Linked DNA regions of Zea mays: region 1 is linked to region 2. A link is a contact called in public Hi-C data. All regions are on one chromosome and are shown on one strand. Each heading gives the region's core, a stretch centred on a gene start, on an enhancer-like site or on the middle of the called end of the contact. The rest is flanking DNA. Distances are from core to core; before and after follow the strand shown. Region 1 holds the start of LOC103641769 (putative replication protein). Region 2 holds the start of LOC100284982 (eukaryotic translation initiation factor 4B).

What was found. A called contact is a pair of places that touch in the nucleus more often than the background predicts.
Region 1: a Hi-C map of endosperm shows a contact between it and region 2, with 2.4 times the contacts expected there. The contact joins the promoter of LOC103641769 here to the promoter of LOC100284982 in region 2. A contact is called at or near these places in 2 of 25 Hi-C or Micro-C datasets (endosperm and leaf).

Annotation. Positions count from the first base shown.
Region 1 is chr10:128,117,409-128,122,992 of Zm-B73-REFERENCE-NAM-5.0, forward strand. It overlaps LOC103641769 (putative replication protein), which reads right to left and starts at 2,183. Exons shown (of 13, transcript XM_008665101.4): 1 at 1,779-2,183; 2 at 386-1,706; 3 at 1-108. The coding sequence starts at 613.
Region 2 is chr10:127,928,569-127,934,238 of Zm-B73-REFERENCE-NAM-5.0, forward strand. LOC100284982 (eukaryotic translation initiation factor 4B) reads left to right here and starts at 2,647. Exons shown (of 3, transcript NM_001157877.2): 1 at 2,647-3,567; 2 at 5,292-5,670. The coding sequence starts at 2,699.

The DNA.
Region 1 (5,584 bases), core at 933-3,432, 190 kb after region 2:
CGACGCTCGAACTCGAAAGTATGTCATGTTGTACACGCTGCCTTCTTTTATGAGTGGCCTGAATTTCTCTATGAAGGGTGGGTATATCGTAGCATGTATGCTATTTCCCTAGATATAGAAAGATGTAGATTCAACTTTAGTAAGAGTAGAAACAATTCAGCTAGTAAAAAGAAGACACATTAGGCTCTCTATTATCATATTAAGGGGAAAAACACCACTAAAGCAAACTGGTGAGGATGTAGATTAAACTTTAGTAAGAGTAGAAACAATTCAGCTAGTAAAAAGAAGGCACATTAGGCTCTCTATTGTCATATCAGGGGGAAAAACCACTAAAGCAAACTGGTGAGATGCAACAACAAGCTGGTAGAGGTTGTTGCTACTTTACCTCTTCATCGAGCAACACCATATCACAGTGTAGCAGCCTTGCAGCATCCTGAGGATCAGAAAAGTCCCAAAACCGAGAAACACGGACGCATATCGTCACAGACAGGTTCCCACACTGCAGGCTTAGAATCAACACGTCTCCCATCTGCAGTGTTGACCCAAAAATGGCATAAACATTAGAGAATACAGCAGCAGGGAAATAGATAAGGCTAGTATACGTATTGCACATCAGTAGAACAATTTTACCTCAAAGCAAAAGATAATGTACACGCAGCAAGAAAAAACGAAGATAACAAGCATGAAAAGAGACACAATCGTCTGAGTAGCAGCAGCGCTAGAGTATTTACATATCATTGCTATGTACAACACAAAAGATGGATGAAAAATTAGGTGGCTAGTATGGCAGCCGCTTCAGCGACAGTGAGGACTTCGTGGTACACCACATTTCAAGTCTGTACCCCGCACGAACCGTCCTCATTCTCAATCAGGATTCTAAGGCCACCTCTGGATGTAGTCCTAGATACGGCCACATAAAGTTGTCCATGAGTGAAGACCGGTTTCTTGAGGTAAAGCCCAACCCTGGATAGGGTTTGTCCTTGGCTCTTATTAATTGTCATTGCGTAGCATACTCGTACTGGGAATTGCCTTCTCTGGAGTGTGAACGGCCATTTTACATCAATAGTATTGAGGGTTATTGTAGACCCCTAAAACTTAACTATAAGTATATGCATAATGATATTATATTAATAAGTTATGTGGGAAACAAAATTAAGATTTATGCTAGCCCATGCATTACTTGTAAGGCATATATACTCCTTTTTACATGCTAATCGATATATTAGATTATGCATCATGCTGGATTTTCTTGAGTTGTGCACTTAACTGGAAGACTTGAAATATTAAGGGTTGAAAACTATTCAAACTCAAAGATGAAATTTGAAAATTTAAAATAAGGAAAAGGTAAAAAAACTAGGAAATTATAAAAGAAAAGGGAGTAGTTCTGGCACTGGGCCGCGTCCCCTCATTTTCCCCTTCATCAGCCGGATGGGCCAAATACCTCCTAGTGGCCCATCAGCTCGCCTTGTATTTTTTTTCCTGTGCGGCTGACACGGTGGGACCTGATCGAAGGGCGCCCATCATGGCTTGGAAACCAGCTCACTCGCGTCGTTGTCCCGCTGCTGCTGGTGGGCCACCTTGGCAGGGTCGTCATCTTCCTTGAACCGAACACCGGAGAAACGCAACAGAATACCGTATTGCGCGCTGAGATCCCGATTCACCGCAACAACCTCGTCGATCCGGCCGGAACCAAACTGCTGCTTCCCCTACGCATATAAGTGAATGTCTGTAACCCCATTGTCATGCACGGTCGATAGAATCCGCGGGAATGCGAGAACCTGAGAGCGCGTAACGAAGAAGAGAGAGAAGAGATTGGGGGATCACTGCTTGGTGTTCCTTCTGCGCGCGCAGACGGATCTGTGGGCTTCATCGGGTCCCCGGGAATGTACTCATAGCTTCGGGAGGAAGGATTGGACCTGGGTGTGCCCTGAGATGCTCATCGTCGTGAGACTGTCGCCGCCGGTAGCTCCACGCCGTGGGCAGCTCCACTGCCCCGCCATGTACGGTAAGACCAGTGATCTCAAGTTCACCATAGCCTCTTTTTCGGGTAGAGACTTCTGGGATAAAGTATCGCGCTCCAGGAGGCTGGTCTGGTGGGGCTCATCGGTCGCCGCCGTGGGAGTTTTGGCGCCGCCGCCTGTGCTGACTGGGGGAGGAAGAAGGTCTTGTGACCGTTGATCTGCTAGGCCACCAACGGGGTGGATTTAATCAGGTGTATGCTAGTTGCCGTGTGATCCAGGCCGTTGAATCCCTGGCGAGCAGTTCGGATTAGACCAAGGCATGATAAAGCTTGGGCCATTTGATCTTTATCCAACGGTAGAGATCGCGTACCGGTTCGTGATCGGTTATGGGCCCTTAGATCGTGATCGGACGGATGTGAATGGGGCTTAGTGTTTAAAAATCTGGACGGTCGATCTTTGATCCTACGGTTAGCGTGTCCTACCGCTTGATAAGTGATGGCGATCTAATCTGGACCCTCGGATTAAAATCCAACGGCTGAGATATGAGAAAACCCCTTCGGCTGACAACTTTGCTAAACAGTCCCCGTGCTTTTACGAAATAGAACCCGCCGTCCATGCGGGTGTGGTTCTGAGTGTTGAGAACATTTGCGCAGGGGCCCCTATACTTTACAGAATTTGATGCGCGGTCCAAAGAGATGGAAAAATCAGAAAAATAAATTTAGAAAATGATTTTAATGTGAAAATAAATGCTAGAAACTTGTAAAATTAATAGTTAATTTATTTTAACTCCAAATTGAGTCATTCCAGTTGCAATAATTTTGTTTTAGTATTATCTATCAACTAATAACACTGTTTAGCCATAAAACTTGAATTAAAATTGTTCCTTTGAATTAATCTGTTCTAGGTGCTAAATAACTCCATAAATTCATAACTAGAGAACCGTAACTCTATCCATTCTAGTTGCATTAGTTTCACAATAATATTTATTATCAACTGGTAATTTTGTTTTGTCATGAAATATAGGTTAAAATGTTGCACTAAGACTATTCTATATTTAACCACGTGGATCTTCGGAAAACCATAACTTCATAATCGTAACTCCGATTTTAGTGGTTCTCGTTCCCACGATCTCATAGCGACGCATAGATTATTATTACGCAGTTTATTCTTATGTTTGGTGTAATGTTAATTTTGCCTATACACTGTTTGTTTGTATTACTACGTTTAGCAGTGAGGACATGTGTCACCTGAAGAGCAAGTTGGTACCTGGAATCTCAAGTGCCAGGCAAGTTGTGCCCTTGATCACTTCTTTTTACCCACTCATGTTCTAATTAATCATAATGATCTGCATAGGTTAATTTTGATGGGACCCAATAGGTTACCCTAGTTTGACTATCTTTATACCTTGTTCACCACTGAATTTTTGGGTAGTACTTGCTATTGCTTTATGTGGTCTTGGGTATAGAGATACACATTACTATTCATGATTATACTTTTATTATCAGTTGTTTATTACTGTTCATGATAAGATCATTATGTTAATTGGAACATGGAGAACCACCCGGGAAAACAGTGCTACCACAAGGGTTTAATGGGACGCCCTTGGCTGATTAACTAGGAAAGCTAGTGGAGGTCTTCCTTACCCGAAAGGGGCAAGGGCAGTAGGGGAGTGGTCAGTGTAGGGAGGTCCTTGGTTGATTTTGCTGCGATGGCGGTCAGGCAAGAACCCTGCACTGGAGCTTCCTATAAACTGTAGCGGGATTTCTGAAGCTAGTGGAACTTTGTAAAGGCCTCGTAGTGTTACCCTGCCTTGCTTCCTCGGTAGAGGTGTAAGGGATTGGCCGTCTCTTGGCAGATGGGTAACATGACTTGTGGGTAAAGATGCGCAACCTCTGCAGAGTGTAAAACTGGTATACTAGCTGTGCTCACGGTCATGAGCAGCTCGGACACTCACATGATTAATTTATGGAACTAAATTCAATTTGTCATATGCATTGCATTGAGGGTGTTGTTGTTACTTTTGTTCTACTACTTAATTGGGTTTGGTATTTACTTATACTTAGTAATTGCTAATAAAATTTTGACCAACTTTAAAAGCAATGCTCAGCTTCAACCATCCACTTTGGTAAGCCTTACACTTCACGTGAGCTCCCACCTTTGGCGAGTTCATGCACATTATTCCCCACAACTTGTTGAGCTATGAACGTATGTGAGCTCACTCTTGCTGTCTCACACCCCCCACAGGTCAAGAACAGGTACCACAGGATGAGGCGCTTGGAGGATGCTGTGATGTGTTCGTGAGAGGTCTAGGTCGTCGTCTCCCAGTCAACTTTGGGTTGCTGGACCGTTGTCTCCTTATAATGTAATTATTTATTTTGTATAGAACTCCTGTTATATAGTAAAGATGTGACATTCGATCATGTGCCATGATTCATCATATGTGTGAGACTTGGTCCCAGCACACCTGGTGATTATGTTCGCGCCCGGGTCTTGGTGCCCTGAAACCCGGGTGTGAAAGAAGTGGTATCAGAGGAATGTTGACTGTAGGACAAAACCTAGATAGAACTGGACAACCATTATCTACTTACCTTTGCTACTCTGATTCTTTCTGAACTTTTCTTAATCTTTTCTCATCTAATTCCGCTTTACTCTGATTATTCTTACCTCTTCATTTCTAAAGACAAATGTGGATTTCACACTTTGAAATCATGTGCCTAAAGTGACCTTTAGGAATAAGAGACCTACTCTTAGGAACAAAAATAAAACTATTTTTTTAGGTATCTATACACTTGAGTGCTTGTTCTTATGATACTTATGATTTGGATCTTTGATTGAGTGTGATGGGTTGTGGAGTAATGCCCATAATTACATTTGTATATACATATAAACATAAATAGAATTCATAAGATAAGTAAACAACTTAGATTATCTATTTCATATAGATCCCTGTTATCTTAAAAGATTCTCTCTTATTTTACTAGATCCATCTTATCTTACAATATTCTTTCTTATCTTAATAGACCCATCCTATCCCGAAAAGATTCTATCATATCCTAATAGATCTTACTAACCTCAAAAGATTCCATCTTATCTTTATGGATCCATCTTATCCTAATAAGCATACTCATCCACCCTAGTTTAACAACCATGATCTAATGCAAATTAATTAGATCTTATCTAGTCAAGCTAGTCATACCAATCTAATCTAGATCCCATCTAACCTAATATGATCTAATTTAAAATGAGTTACTTAATGAACCAGTTAATACTTGTGAAATAGATTAGACCTTATCCACATGTTTTAACTTAGTTCACCCGACACTAAATAAAGAATGATAGACCAACCCAACCAATAGAGTCTTGATGGATTGCATGATCTGCCTATCCCCACCTAACATCAAACAAACTTTTGACCTACATCATGTAGTCTATCTCATCCATATCTATCTTAACCATATTCCCTAGCCCGATAATATACACTAACTCATAATCAATGAGAGAAGACCGAAGAAGATGATCAACTTCATCAAGAAAGGATGAGCACCAACTCAAGTCTTCAAGGATCAAGTGAGGTCACCAAGATGAGTCAAGATCCACAATCTTGGATGGAGTCTTTTCTTACC
Region 2 (5,670 bases), core at 1,397-3,896:
CTCTGGCCCAAGCACGTCATGCGGCCTGCTGACTATGTCGGGCCAGCCCGTTAGCCTGTCGGGCCATTTGATTAATTCAACGTAAAATGTTGAAAAATGGTACATGAGATGAGGTTCGAACCCATGCCCCTGATGGAAGAAGGACAAGAGACACTAGATGAAGGTGTCTAACCAGTAGAACATCATACTCAGATGTTTTTAATATTGAATATAAATTGTATATACATATATACATTTTTTGTAAAATAAAAAATATAATCGTGTCAGGTCGGGCCAGCACTACGAGCGAGGCTACAGCCCAAGCACGGCACGACGTTCTTGGCTTTTGCAAGCATTAGGTCGTTTCTGAGACCACATTGGCGCAATGGACTCCATGGTGTTTGAGGTTGCTGAATTGGATGAGCAACAATGATTTGTCACACTATCAGTAAAATGAAAGATTATTTATTGGTTTTAAACGTTAGTAATTGCTATGAAGTAGCATAATTTATATGAAGCGCATCCAGTTTTATTGGTGCATGACTTTAACAGTCACTCCATATTTTGATCTACCTTTTTTATAAGTTTGAGCTCATGTGACTTATTTTAGAAACTTGAACTCACAATCTTTTTCTTATTTGGTCTATGTATGGTGGAATTATATTATTTTATAATTTCTGTTCGTTCAGTTAGTCGTCGTTGTGAACTCTCTTCTAATCGCTCACTTCATTGGCCGTGTTGTACCAAGACATATTGCATGGAGTAAACAATAACATCAGTTAGCCAAATCAAAAAAATATTATACAGAGAGCGGGGACAATCAATAAAAAATCTTGAGATCTTTTTGGTTGACAGTTTACGTGGGTATTGTTGTAAGCCGTCGCAACGCACGGGCAACCGACTAGTATAGTTTTATAGGGACGGTCATGAAGTGTAGGGGTGAAAACGGGTCGGGTATACCCGTCGGGTACCGGATACAGATAGTGCAAATACCCGTTTTTTTGGATACGAATTCGAGTATTTTTATATTCGGGATGAATACAGATAATACCCGGATACTAAAGCTTCGGATTCGGGTCGTATACAGAGCGATGACTACCCGGTAAATAACCAGATAGTCGGGTCGGATACGGGTACCCGGAATTCGTGTACCTGTTTTTTCATTTCCTACATAATAATATAGTTATAAAATCATAACTTTTACATATGAAATCGGATGAAGATAAAGTTTGTATGAAAATTGTAGGGCTCGATGAGATCTATAACTTTGTAGTACATCAATTTTTTGTTTAAACATATATTTAGGCCAAAATCATTGAAATAATGTCCAAATTTATATCAAATTAATATACTTTATCATTTTTATGTGGGGGGCTTAATGTTATCTCCACGTGGGAACTTAAGGTTATATTTTTAGAGACTATTTATTAGTATTGGTAACTTATTTGCAATTTTTGATCGACGTTACATTATTTTATGGATTTAATTGTATTTTGATAATTTTCTATGAAAAAATTTTAATAAATGTATAAATAGCCTAAAAAATCATTTAATTTTACGGAGGCACAACATATGTTCATATATAACCATAAAAAATGTTTGGATTATAAGATCTATATTTCACTTTCACTTATTTGTATGAGTTACATATGAAATCACTATAAGTATCAAGTTTCAACATAATTAATACTTTACTTTATCATTTTCATATGAGGACTTGAGTTATCTTCGTATAAAATGTTTATTAGTTTTTGTAACTTATTTGTAGTTTTTGAGTGAAACTAGAATATTTTATGAATTTTTAATATTGTGGTGTTGGTTCTATAATGTCATCGTGATTAGTAACTTTGAACTGCATGATGTCAATTTTATTGGTTTCCTTTCCTACATTTGATCTATCATATAGATGATTATGTTTTGCTTAATTTATGTATTTGTTGTATGGTTGGACAATTAATATCATCGTGACGAACTACCTGACAATTATTCGGTATCTACCCGAGTAGTATCTGTTTCTTACCCGCTCGGATTATTACCTGGTTCCGTAATATATCCGTCATGAATCTTAACTACCCGTATCCAATCCCGTATATGAGAGAAATACGTTATGTTAGAATACAGGATGATCTTGTATCCAACTATATCCGTCCCGTTTCCATCTATAACGAAGTGTCTAAAATCGATGGGAAATTTACTCTACCACCACCACGATCATACGAAACGCGGTGCGGCGGGCACGCCGTTTTTCGGTTCCGCCCCTGGGTACAGCGCGATTTAGCGTGCACCACCCGATCCCAGCCAACAAGATCCCCTGGCTCGTCTCTTACTCTCTTCCTCGCATTCGCATCGCCTCGATTCCACCCACCCACCTCCGTCCGCCTCCGAGCACCACCAAACCCTAGATCTCGCACCGGCGGCAGCCATGTCCAAGCCATGGGGCAGCGTCGGCGCCGGCGCGTGGGCGCTGGACGCCGAGCGCGCCGAGGAGGAAGAGCGCGAGCAGGCCCTGACCTTTCCGGCGCCCGAGCCGCCCTTGCCCGCGGGCGGCGCCGCCAGCTTCCCGAGCCTCCGGGAGGCCGCCGCCGCGGGCGGCGGGGGCAAGTCGAAGAAGAAGAACAAGGGTACCACGCTGTCGCTGTCCGAGTTCACCACCTACGGCGCGGCCGCGGCCCAGCGGCGCGCGGCGCCCGTCGAGCCCAAGGGCCTGACCCACGATGAGATGCTGCTGTTGCCCACGGGGCCCCGGGAGCGCTCGGCCGAGGAGCTGGACCGCTCCCGCGGGTTCCGCTCCTACGGCGGCGGCAGCGGCTTCGGCGGCCCCGGGGGAGAGCGCCGCGGCGGCTTCGACGACGAGGACCGCCGCGGGCCGGGAAGAAGCTCGGATCTTGATATGCCCTCCCGCGCTGACGAGGCTGACGACTGGGGCGCCACCAAGAAGTTTACCCCGGCTCCCACGGACTCTGGCCGCCGCGATAGGTTCGGCGGCCCTTCCCCTCTCGGCCGTGCTGATGATATTGACGACTGGTCGCGCGGCAAGAAGCCGCTCCCGGCGCGCTACCCCAGCCTCGGGTCTGGAGGTGGCTTCCGCGACTCTCCAGCCTTCCGCGACTCACCAGCTGCTTCTGATTCTGACCGTTGGGTCCGTGGCGCCACCCCTTTGCCACACAACGGCGAGGGGGCGGGGGAGAGGCCGCGCATCGTCCTGAATCCTCCTAAACGTGATCCGTTAGTTGCCTCTACCCCACCTGCTGAGGTGGCCCGCAACCGACCAAGCCCGTTCGGGGCTGCAAGGCCCCGGGAGGATGTGCTGGCGGAGAAGGGGGTGGACTGGAGGAAGTTTGAGAATGAGATTGAGCACAAGACCAGCCGTCCTACCAGTTCGCACTCCAGCAGGCCGAATAGCGCTCATTCCTCCCGCCCTGGGAGCCCTGGGTCGCAGGTTTCGGCAGTTGGGAGTGAAGGAGCACCGAGGGCACGGCCAAAGGTTAACCCATTTGGTGAGGCCAAGCCAAGAGAAGTGGTGCTGCAGGAGAAAGGGAAGGATTGGAGGAAGATTGATATTGAGCTTGAGCATCGTGCTATAAATAGGTATGATGTCCGTGGAATTACCATAGAATTTCTGTTACTTGTGGTTGAAAGCTACAAGCTCATACAAAACCTCGATTTTGTAATGGAAGCACTTGCTAATGGCACACCTTTTATCTGTTGTGTCATACAAGTTCTCTTTGCTAAAACTGACCTTTACCCCTGGTACGTACCGATCACGAGTGAGTCATGTTTTGTGATAGCACCCTGGTGCTTAGTACATCCAAGCACAATCTTGACATGACTACACATTGGTAGCACATGCATTTGTCATCACTCCATGTAATTAGGTCAACACTAAGGTTTTCTGTTTGCACCGAGACATTATGTGGCATGCTACCGCCATTATAGCTCAAGCTCACCATATGGACACCAGCAATACACTGTGTTGATCATGCTCATGCCTGAGCCATTGGATATTGATGTGTGACCCTTAATCTTACAATGCCATCCTTACTCATAATGATTTGAACGTTGTGCAGTTAATCAATGCTTATTTTAGTGAATTTTATTCTTGATATGCTCGTCATAATGTAGCATCCTTGTTAGTAAATCATTAATCACGTGTGTTGTTAAGGTCATGGACTCATGGCCATGGATCTGCGGCAATATGAAATGAAGCAAATGTTTGAAATGATATCTGGTGTGACATTTTTAGTGGGGTTGTAGTGGTATCTTGGTAAAGTTGTATTTCTATCACTTGGAGTTTTTGTTCACATCATTCACTGCCCTATATTTTCCTTGTCCTGAATAAGCATTAGAACAGAACAACTCTAAGAAGCTTTCTAGATGATTGAACAAACCCAAGCACCCCATTTTCTACATCAACAGCTCTGCCTCGCTAATCTGCTAGTACTTCAATATTTATGTTATTTATTTGCCTCATTGGTTAAATCTGATGTGTGAAGCGCATTAACTATAGTTAAAAAAGTAAATGTTGTGATCTTTGTTGATGGCTTAGTTACCATTTGTGGGGTTTATTTTAATTTATCTGACTATAAATAAAAAACTGTACTTTTTTGTTTTAATGTGCTGACACTCTCTGATTGGGTTTGTGTGCACATAATATCCATCAAAAGGAGATGTTTGTATAATTTTACATTTGACACTGCTGTCACGAGTACATCCTTTTTTAGTTGTTTGTTGGAGTTTTTCTTTCTACAAACACTTGGGACGTGTTTAGATTGCCTGGATCCTAGCGCATTTCATGTGAATTGGTGCAGGTTTGAGGCATCTAAACAAGCATTAAAAGCGTGTGTATCTGATTTTTTTATTAGTTTCTACTAGCAGACATTCAGGCTGCTGAAATTTCTACAATTTAAGGGTTCTGTTTTCTACTCCTGTTCCACATTGATGAGGCATTTTCTCCTGTGATTTTGTATAATTGGGATTTTGTATAACTTACTGATGAACGTGGGATCCCCTCTGGTTTTATCTTCTATTATAGTATTATGCGAAGGCTTGATGTCTGAAACTGCTGATTATTAAACTACTTTCAACACACCTAAACCTGGGATACAATAGCATTTTTTGTTCAACTAATTCAGCTTCAGTGCTTTTTAGGGCAATCCAGTCTCAGTATCATTTTCAATCCTCCCTGGTCTGTTAAAAATTTGAAGTAATTTATCTAGTTTGGTACTTTATCCTTTTCTTTGAAAGTCTTTTCATGTTAGTTTTTGGGGGCATGTTCTCATGTGAATTGAATATTCATGCACCAAACCTTTCAGGCCAGAGTCTGATGAAGAAAGAAATTTGAAAGAAGAAATCAACCTTCTGAAGGTGGATCTTAAGGAAATCGAGAGAAACATGAGTAATGGTTCTGACCAGACATCGGTAGATGCAAAAGGTTTGTCTGAGAAGATATCTCAGTTGGAAAGCCAGCTTGAGCAGCTTTCAAGGGAGTTGGATGACAAGATTCGATTTGGGCAAAGACCACGTTCGGGTGCGGGCAGGGTTACAGCACTTGCACCAACTAGTTTAGGGGAGGAACCACATGCTACAGTGGTGGACAGACCGCGCTCTCGTGGTGGTATGGAGCCACCACCAAGGCAGGAAGAAAGATGGGGATTTCAAGGAAGCAGAGAAAGGGGCTCTTTTGGTGCAAGC